Regions from separate parts of the Zea mays genome. Here all the other regions are linked to region 1. The links are chromatin contacts, called in public Hi-C maps. All regions are on one chromosome and are shown on one strand. The core of a region is the stretch at or near the end of the contact, and the rest is flanking DNA. Distances in the headings are between cores, read along the strand shown.

What was found. A called contact is a pair of places that touch in the nucleus more often than the background predicts.
Region 2: a contact with region 1 is called in a Hi-C map of ear, with 3 times the contacts expected there. The contact joins the enhancer-like site here to the promoter of LOC100037819 in region 1. A contact is called at or near these places in 3 of 25 Hi-C or Micro-C datasets (ear, leaf and tassel).
Region 3: a contact with region 1 is called in a Hi-C map of ear, with 2.9 times the contacts expected there. The contact joins the promoter of LOC103629107 here to the promoter of LOC100037819 in region 1. A contact is called at or near these places in 3 of 25 Hi-C or Micro-C datasets (bundle sheath, ear and tassel).

Annotation. Positions count from the first base shown.
Region 1 is chr6:27,070,757-27,073,545 of Zm-B73-REFERENCE-NAM-5.0, reverse strand. LOC100037819 (ragged seedling 1) reads left to right here and starts at 1,444. Exons shown (of 6, transcript NM_001112519.1): 1 at 1,444-1,578; 2 at 2,618-2,789. The coding sequence starts at 1,533.
Region 2 is chr6:27,758,926-27,761,958 of Zm-B73-REFERENCE-NAM-5.0, reverse strand. No RefSeq gene overlaps it. Among protein-coding and RNA genes, the nearest start is that of LOC103629107, 220 kb to the left of the region's middle. Within about 2 kb of position 1,263, at least 19 of the 20 cell types and tissues checked have an H3K27ac peak or open chromatin away from gene starts, as enhancers often do. A contact at or near this core is called in ear, leaf and tassel, where this site is marked.
Region 3 is chr6:27,978,726-27,981,547 of Zm-B73-REFERENCE-NAM-5.0, reverse strand. It overlaps LOC103629107, which reads right to left and starts at 1,420. Exons shown (of 4, transcript NM_001301482.2): 1 at 1,382-1,420; 2 at 1,003-1,246; 3 at 631-914. The coding sequence starts at 1,186.

The sequences.
Region 1 (2,789 bases), core at 195-2,694:
TCCGTAACACTAAAGTTTATTTAAATTATAGAGATTAAACTTTAGTCCCTAACTATTTTAAATTAACCCCGTGCCCCCTAATTAATGGAAGAAGGACGAGAGACACTAGGTGAAGGTGTCTAACCAATAGAACATCATGCTCAAATATTTTTAATATTGAATATAAATTATATATATATATTTTTTTGTAAAATAAAAAAATATAATCGTGTCGAGCCAGGTCAGTACCACGGGCCGAGGCTACAACCCAATCACGGCACGTCATTCTTGGTTCTTGCAAGCATTAGGTCGTTTTTGAGACTACATTGACGCAATGGACTCAATGATGTTTGAGGTTGTTGAATTGGATGGAGCAACAATAATTTGTCACACTAACAGTAAAATGAAAGGTTATTTGTTGATTTTAAACGTTAGTAATTGTTACGAAGTAGCATAATTTATATGGAGCGCATCCAGTTTTATTGATGCCTGACTTTAGCAATCACTCCATGTTTTAATCTATCTTTTTTATAAGTTTGAGTTCATGTGACTTATTTTAGAAACTTGAGCACACAAACTTTCTCTTATTTGGTCTCTATATGGTGGAATTATGTTATTTTATAATCTCTGTTCGTTCAGTCAGTCGTTGTGAACTCTCTTCTAATCGCTCACTTCATTGACCGTATTGTATTAAGACATATTGGATGGAGTAAACAATAACATCAGTTAGCCAAATCAAAAAATATTATACGGAGAGCGGAAACAATCAATACAAAATCTTGAATTTTTTTGGTGGATAGTTTATATGGACATTATTGTAAACCGTCGCAACGTACGAACAAGCGACTATATATATATATACACGATAAATACGGCCATACATACATAAATGTTATCACGTTACTAAAAGATCTACAAAAATATTAAACGTTAACAAATTCACGTAATTGCTTCATAAAAACACATCACATGGCACAATAGAAAAGGGAAAAAGTGAATATAAAATAGATTTAAACATGCATAATGTTTCCTTGTTGCCTGTTTGCATGTTTTTAATAGATAGTTAGTTCATTACGTGCGATGACCCGTATGTTGTGATCTGCGAGCTACAGTACTTGTGTCAGTTTAGCACCACTTAAAAGAGAGAGATGAGTAGGCTGATGCGCTTAGAAAAATAAATATATTCAAGTGGAGTAGTAAATGATAGCTTATAAAAACAAAAATACCATCGATATTTTCCTGAACCATAAATACAATTCATGTATCCTTTTATATTTACTTCCGCTAACTATTTCGGTTCAGGTATCCTTTTAATTTTCTTTCTTTTTTTGTTTTGGTTTTTTCCCTTGATTATTGGGTAATCAGTAGATACGGTAAACGATATTCGCTTGGTATGAATTTTCCTATCCTATTTTCTCCCTATATGAAGACTCGCCCCGGACCCTGTCCACTCACCACTCACCACAGTCTCCAGTCTCCACTGCATCTAAAAAAAAACGTAAAACCCCCACCACGCCGTAGCGGAGAGAAGAGAAGAGAGGAGCGCGCGATCGATGTCGGGCTCCGGCGATCGTCGCGGCGGCGGTCCTCCGGGTTCCCGTGAGCACCTCCCGCCTCTCCCCCTGTTTTCCCTTGTGGTTCGTGAGTGGACGGATCGTGCAATGCCGGATCGTTTAAGGGGTTTGGGTAGGGTTTAGGGTTGATTTGCGGGGAATTTTCTTTCGAAGATCTGATTCTTTTCGTGCCTGCGGGTTGGTCGCTTGTGTCGCTCGATTTTTTTCGGCGGTTTGTTTCGGTATGACTGGGGTTTTGGAGGACGAGGGGCGAATGCTGCTTCGCGTGGGTGCGGAATCGGTGGGCTTGTTTGAGCGTTCCAGTGGGTTGTCAGCGCTTTGCGCGGATCCGTGGTTTGTGATATTTTTACAATCATTCCGATTTCTGTTCGCGAGTTTAGGTTTTACGTCTTGAACAGGGGTTCAAGTTATGTTGTTGATTTTATATAGTTTTTTTTCGTTGGTCTTAATCAAGTCTGATACTCGTTCAGTTGTCTCCTCATAAGGTTACTTCTTACTTGCATGGTTGCTGGTGTCATTTTTTTTAATAATTGCTGTTCATCTTTTTAGTTTGTGTTCCACTTTATCTCATTCTTTGATAACACACTGAATAACTGAATGATTCTTGACAAAATTATGTTACTGCATTGGTTTGGCATTGTAGATCTGGTAAACTCTGGCTATGTACATTTCATCAAGTGAAAGGCTTGATGTATGTGATTTACTTATGTGGTGGCAGCATGTTATTCCTATTGCAGAGTTGATTTTGTATGCATTTTTTGTGATTGCGATGCATACTTTGAGCCTAGTGAAATTAGCACGGTGGCCACCAATGGTTATCTTAACGGGTATTGGTCCTATGATGACTTGCATGTATCTCTTGACAATTAGATCTGCAGCTAGCTTTTGGTCAATATATTAGCTACCGAGAGAACTTTGATAATTATGAAATTACTATGTTGAATAGGTAAAAAGTAATTAGCATCATTGTGTTTCATAGTGGAGTATGATGTTCATTGCCATTACTAACAGATACATGCTGATATTAATTTATCTGACCCTGCATAATGGTACCCTGCATACAGATAGTGGCTGGGAAACCATGGGGAAGAAGTCGAAGAAACCCGGGCAAGCCGGGGGGAGACAGTGGGCACCATGGAGTTCCACAAATGTGACACCTAACACAGCAAGGCCAGCATGGGGTGGCAGTGGTTCCTCGCACCCTTCTGGAACCAGCTGGGCTCAAGCTCCAGATCA
Region 2 (3,033 bases), core at 14-2,513, 690 kb before region 1:
CACGCGCTGTGGAGAAAGCCAATGCGGCTTGCCATGGCTGAGCCCCTCTCCTCACCCCTCGCTCTCTCCGTGCGATCTCCTCCCCTTGCCGATGTGGCTCGTGGTCGAGCCCTGCTCCGCGCGCTCCCTGCTCTAATCTGCGCACTGCCATGGCAGGAGCTCCAGTAGGCTCCCTACACATGGCCAGCGCACCCCCAGCCTCAGCTCCGGCGAGGGCCGACGCTCTGCTCCAACCGGCGAGCCGCCACTGCCTAGTAAAGTCAGCCCCTGCCTGTGCGTCGACAGGGCCGGGCCTGAGCATGTGCCACCGGTTCGACCGTACAGGGCCCATGAATTTGTGGGGCCCAAAAAAATCCCTAATACCTATAGACCTACCGCTATTGCTCTGCTCTGCTGGTTTGGTTGGCTTTTTCAGACGACGGGCGTGACGGCGTGACCGCGTGAGTCCTTGTTCCCTCCCGTCGTGCGTCGTTCCCAATTCCTGTTCCATGATTACTCCTCCTCACCTCTCAAATCTCAATATCTAGTTTTCTCCTGACCTGTCGTGTCTATATGTTGTTGGACGTTAGCTATTTGGCTCCTCCTCCCAAGTCCCAAGAAGCTAGATCGCTGATCCAGTGATCCTACAAATTTCTATTTCGCCTGCAGGTAATTGCCCAAGACAATCTATTCATTTACTATGTCTACACGTATAGCAATTTATTTTTGTTTTTGTTTACATAATTACATGACATCCTATATATATTCCTTTGTTTATTGAACAGTGCATCAAAGTCATGTCTTCTAGTCGGAATCCAATTAGAAAACATGATTCAGGTTATCAAAAACGTAAGAAGAAACAAAGAATTGAAAAATTAACTCAGTCTATGAAAGGATCTATGGATAGGTTTGTTCAAAAAGAATCACAAGTGGCATCTGCCAATCAGACCCTTGAGCAAGATCCATTATCCTATTGCAATGTGCAAGTATTACAATATTTCTTAAAGAATTATTACAATATTAGTATTAAAAGTTATATTTTCTGTCTAAAGAGAGGCCTTATTTTAGATTTTTGTACGGGGCCACAAATTTTCCCGGCACGGCCCTGTGCGTCGAGCGCCGGCCATTTGCGTTCAGGAAGAAACAACCATCCGTGACTAGAGGAGAGAAATAAGAAACCGTTTCTTCCCCCAAGCGAGATCTCTTCCACGCATGCAGCCATGCAGCACGTGGTGGCAAATTGCTCTCCCTCTCCACCTGTCGCTGCACGATTGGCCCTTGTGATCACATTTCATGTTATCCCATCCCTCATCCCCAAATGACATCCCGAGGACCTCTACGACGATGCTCTCTGTGGCCCTATGTGTGGTCGGATTCCATCCAATAGAATCACGCCATGTCCTTTTAAATTCGTGTTATGTTAACTTTACAATATATGTTGTATTATAAATCCGTTTTATATAGTTCAAATTGTGTTAGATTCATATTAACGTTGTTGACGCATTAATAATAATGTTTCATTATGACACATGTATTAAATAAATAATTAAATGTTTGTTTAACTAATGTTATGAAATTAGCTTTCCAATTAAATCTAATTAATGTATTTTAAGTAGCGCTTTTATAAATATACGTTAGCATACCAACTCAAATATTTTGATTTAATATTTTCTTAGCATAAACGTGATATCAGTTAGTGATTCTCGTGTATCGCGCATGTTGTCTGCGTGCGTTGCGCGCCATAGACAGCACTCTCGCTGTCGCGTTCGTGCGCGTCGTCGCGCTGGCCCCGCGCATCGTCGCCGCTGCCTGCACGCTAATTCACGCAATGTCGCGCGTTGTCCTCGCGTGTGTTATTAAATTGTTTTGCTTATAATCGCTCATGTTAATTAATTAATTAGTCGTTTATCCTTCGGTTATTGAAATAGTAAGTTAGTTAAAACTAAGTAGTAGTCTAAATTTATATTTGATAAATGTTAATTAATATGATTATGTAGAATTAAATGTTCTAACAAATACTTGTTTAGTGTGAACGCGATAACTTCTTGACCGTGGCTCTGGCTGTTACGTTTCTTTTCCTCATGTGACTATAGAAGCGATCTCTATTTCATATTGCCGGTTTTTATAATGTTTTTCTTGTATGGTGTAATGTTCTTATGCTTGTATATGTTTACTTGCTTGTACCTGTTTGTATTGCTACGACTAGCAGTGAGGTCACGAGGATCTGAAGAATCATCCTGGTACCTGGAATCTCAAGTCCCAGGCAAGTTGTGCCCTTGATCACTTTCATTTACCCAATAATGTTCTTTATTATCACTTTTTAATGCACATGTTTAATTTTGATGGGACCCAATAGGTCACCCTAGACTGGTTATCCTTTTTACCTTGTTTATCCCTGAATCATTTGGGTAGTTATGTTATTGCTTTACATGGTTTTTAGTTAATATTTCATTATATCCATGTTCCAATTATTGTGTTATTTTATTTATGTTCATATCAAGATCATTATATTATTTTAATTGGAACATGGAGCTTAACTTGAGAAACACGTGCCACCACAAGGGTGGAATGGAACGCCATTGGCTGACTAATTAGGAAAGCTAGTGGAAGATTACCTTACCCAAAAGGGGCAAGGGCAGTAGGGGAGTTGCATGTAGGGAAGTTCTCAGGTTGATTTTGCTGCGATGGCGGACAGACGAGGGATTCTTGCAAGTGCTCTTCCCATAAACTATAGCGGGTTTTCGGAAGCTAGTGGAACTTTGTAAAGGCCTCGTAGTGGATCCCTAGCCATTCACCTCGGTAGTGTCTAAGGGTCTAGCTAACCCTGGTGACATGGGATACACGACTTGTGGGTACAGGGGACAACCTCTGCAGAGTGTAAAACTGGTATACTAGCCGAGCTCACGGTCAAGAGTAGCTCAGGACTCTCGCATGATTAAATTATGGAACTAAATTCAATTTGTCATTTGCATTGCATGGGATTTATTATTAATTTGTTCTATTACTATTATGGTTTGGTATCTACTTATACTTAGTAACTGCTAATAAAATTTT
Region 3 (2,822 bases), core at 171-2,670, 910 kb before region 1:
TAAAGAAACAATCTACAGTTCAGGTGTCTGTCTTCCTTCTACTGCAGACAATTAATAAAAAAATACTCCTTATTGATGAATCTAGTGGCACATGAATGTACTTTGCTGAATAGATTTTATACATGATAAAAGGGGGAGAAAATCATTTTTGATGAATCTAGTGGCACATGCTTGACAGAAAAGATAGGAATTAATACAATATACTACTAGTAGATTTTAATATTCATGAGATATCGATGAACTTGAGAAAGTGCTAGCATATGGAGCATTTATTACACTTCGCTGATACGATCGCATTCGTGGCCACTGGCCAAGAAAAGATTCGAATCCCTGTGCCCTATCTTTCTTCTCCTGCGCTGCGCTGGGCCTGGGCAATGGGCATGCCATATCCACGCACGTTAGCAGCTAGCAGCAGCAGAGCTGCAGTAGTACGTATGCTACACGCATGCACTCAACTGATGCCCCTGTGCACACTATACAGCAGCCGCTAGCTCCTGTCCTACTCTACTCGTAGGCGTAGCCATGCGATGCTTGAGTGAGACTCCCTTCTGCCCTCTCGTCATCATTACAATGTGTCTCTAGTGCTGTACTGTGTGTATTTGGAGTATTGTAGAGAGAAAGGGTACGTACCCTTGTGGAGCTGGGGAGGAAATGGTAGGCGTAGGCGCCCTCGAGGCGGTACTCGTGCATGACCCAGTGCGTCTTCTGTCCCTTGGGGGCGCGGCCGCGGTAGAAGACGAGCGTCTTCTTCATGCCCACCAGCGCGCCGGTGCGGCCGCTGCGGATCTCGCGGTCCTTGCCGGTGGCCTTCCAGTAGCCGGCCACCGTGGCGCGGTTGGTGCGCAGGCCCGTCGGGTACTTGCGGTCGCGGAGGCTGTAGAAGTACCACTCCTTCTCCCCCATCTTCGCCTTGTCTGATCAGATCAGATCACATCACATCACGACAAGCTTAATGTCTATTCAATCGGTGGGTGGTCGATGCAAGCAAAGCAGCTCACTCACCCGGGAGCTCCCATGGCTCGCACTTGTTCAGGTCGATCTCCGCGATGGCGCGGCCGCAGAAGCTGCCGTCCACGGCCTTGCGGAGGAGGTAGTAGGTGATGAGCTCCTCGTCCGTCGGGTGGAACCGGAACCCCGGCGGCAGCTCGCCACCGCCACCGCCGCCGTCCAGGCCGAACCGCTCCATCGTCGTGTTGGCTGCCCCCTCCCGGCCGCCGAACCTGCTACTCTTCACCACAGCAGCTAGCTAGCACCAACAAACAAACAAAACAAAACAACACAACACGATCGAGGACAGGAGCATCCATTATTAATTAATGCAACAGCAAGAGCCAGCAGCCAAAGAAAAGGAATGGAAGCATCAGCAATTGTTTGTACGTACCTGTGGCTGTGGAGTCAAGTGAAGGCCCTTTTTTTGTTTGGGGGATGGAGCTCCGGGCTTCGTTTTATAGCCGGCATTGTGGCATGCGCTCGCCAGGGTCCAGGGACAGACAGACAGACAGGGAGGCGTAGTGCAGTGGCTAGTAGGTAGCAAGAGAGGGTGGGTGGCGAGCCGAGTAAATGGCGGATTCGACCAATCGGGGAGGCAAATCTCAGAGGCAGCCGGCGGACGTGACGTGGCGGAGTGGTGGAGCTTTGCTTCTGTCTGGGGTTTTGTGGAAGGATGGACGGTGGACGCACATCGGATCGGACGGATCAAGGTGCTGGAATTCTTTTATTGTTCATTCATCTCGGATGCGAGTCGGAATAACAAGAATCCAGTACGTTTTTTAGTCTTCAAACATTAAAAGCTAAAATTTGCTCTATGGTGACGGTAACATTTATTTATAATATATTAATATAGCAGCATCTCCATCAAAATAATGCTCCAAAGTTTAAAATACTATATAATTTAAAGTGTTTAGTACATTATAGATAACTTGAGCTTCAACAGTTAAACCTTAAATCATATACTCTAGAAAATAAATTAAACTGTTGGTCAGAAAAAGGTTAAGAATAATGTACAAAACATGGATATGGCAATAATATGATATTTAGTATATTTGGGTACTTTATGGTGTGTCATATATTCTTTTGATAAAAATTTATAAAATAAGGCGAGTTTTTTTTTATGAGTTGAGTTTTCTATTTCAAGATAGGGCACTGATTTAAGTTAATATTGGAGATGCTTAAGGGTTCTCGTAGTAAGCTAAGCAGAATCATGCCACAAGTAACTAACCATGATAACTAAGGAGTAGGGTGAAGCCTGGCCCACTACTCTTCCTGGTCCTTTCCTACTGAGGCAGCATCTCACTCGACCGTCCAACCCAATGCAGGATGGTGGCCAAATCACTCCAGCAACCATGTCATTCAATGAAGTACCTCTAAAATTATGCCACAACCAAGACTGAGTATACTAATACTTAGCTAGATTTACCCGGTGTGAGGAGTCTACTCCTCTACCTCTAGACCATGAAGCTATTTGGGTGAGGGGTTTGGTTTGCCAAAGCACTAGCTGAGTCTGAGTCAAATTTTAGCTTTCAAGTTCTAGAATATTCTTTAGACTAGGTTAGTATTCTTCTAAGCATACATGGTAATAAACATTTATTGCAAGCAACACTTTATATCATGAAACCTAATTTCACTTCTTACTCGATGCAGTAGCATGGATCAAGAAGTCTCATTAGCTGGGAGAAGCAGACGATTCGAATCGAGTTTTAAACCTTGCAAGGTAAACCTAAACACACAACACATAGGGGCACTTTGTCCCCACACACATCAATCGTCCCCATCGATTCCTTGGCAACAGAACAGGGCCTCACTGCCTTGGCATACAATGCTCC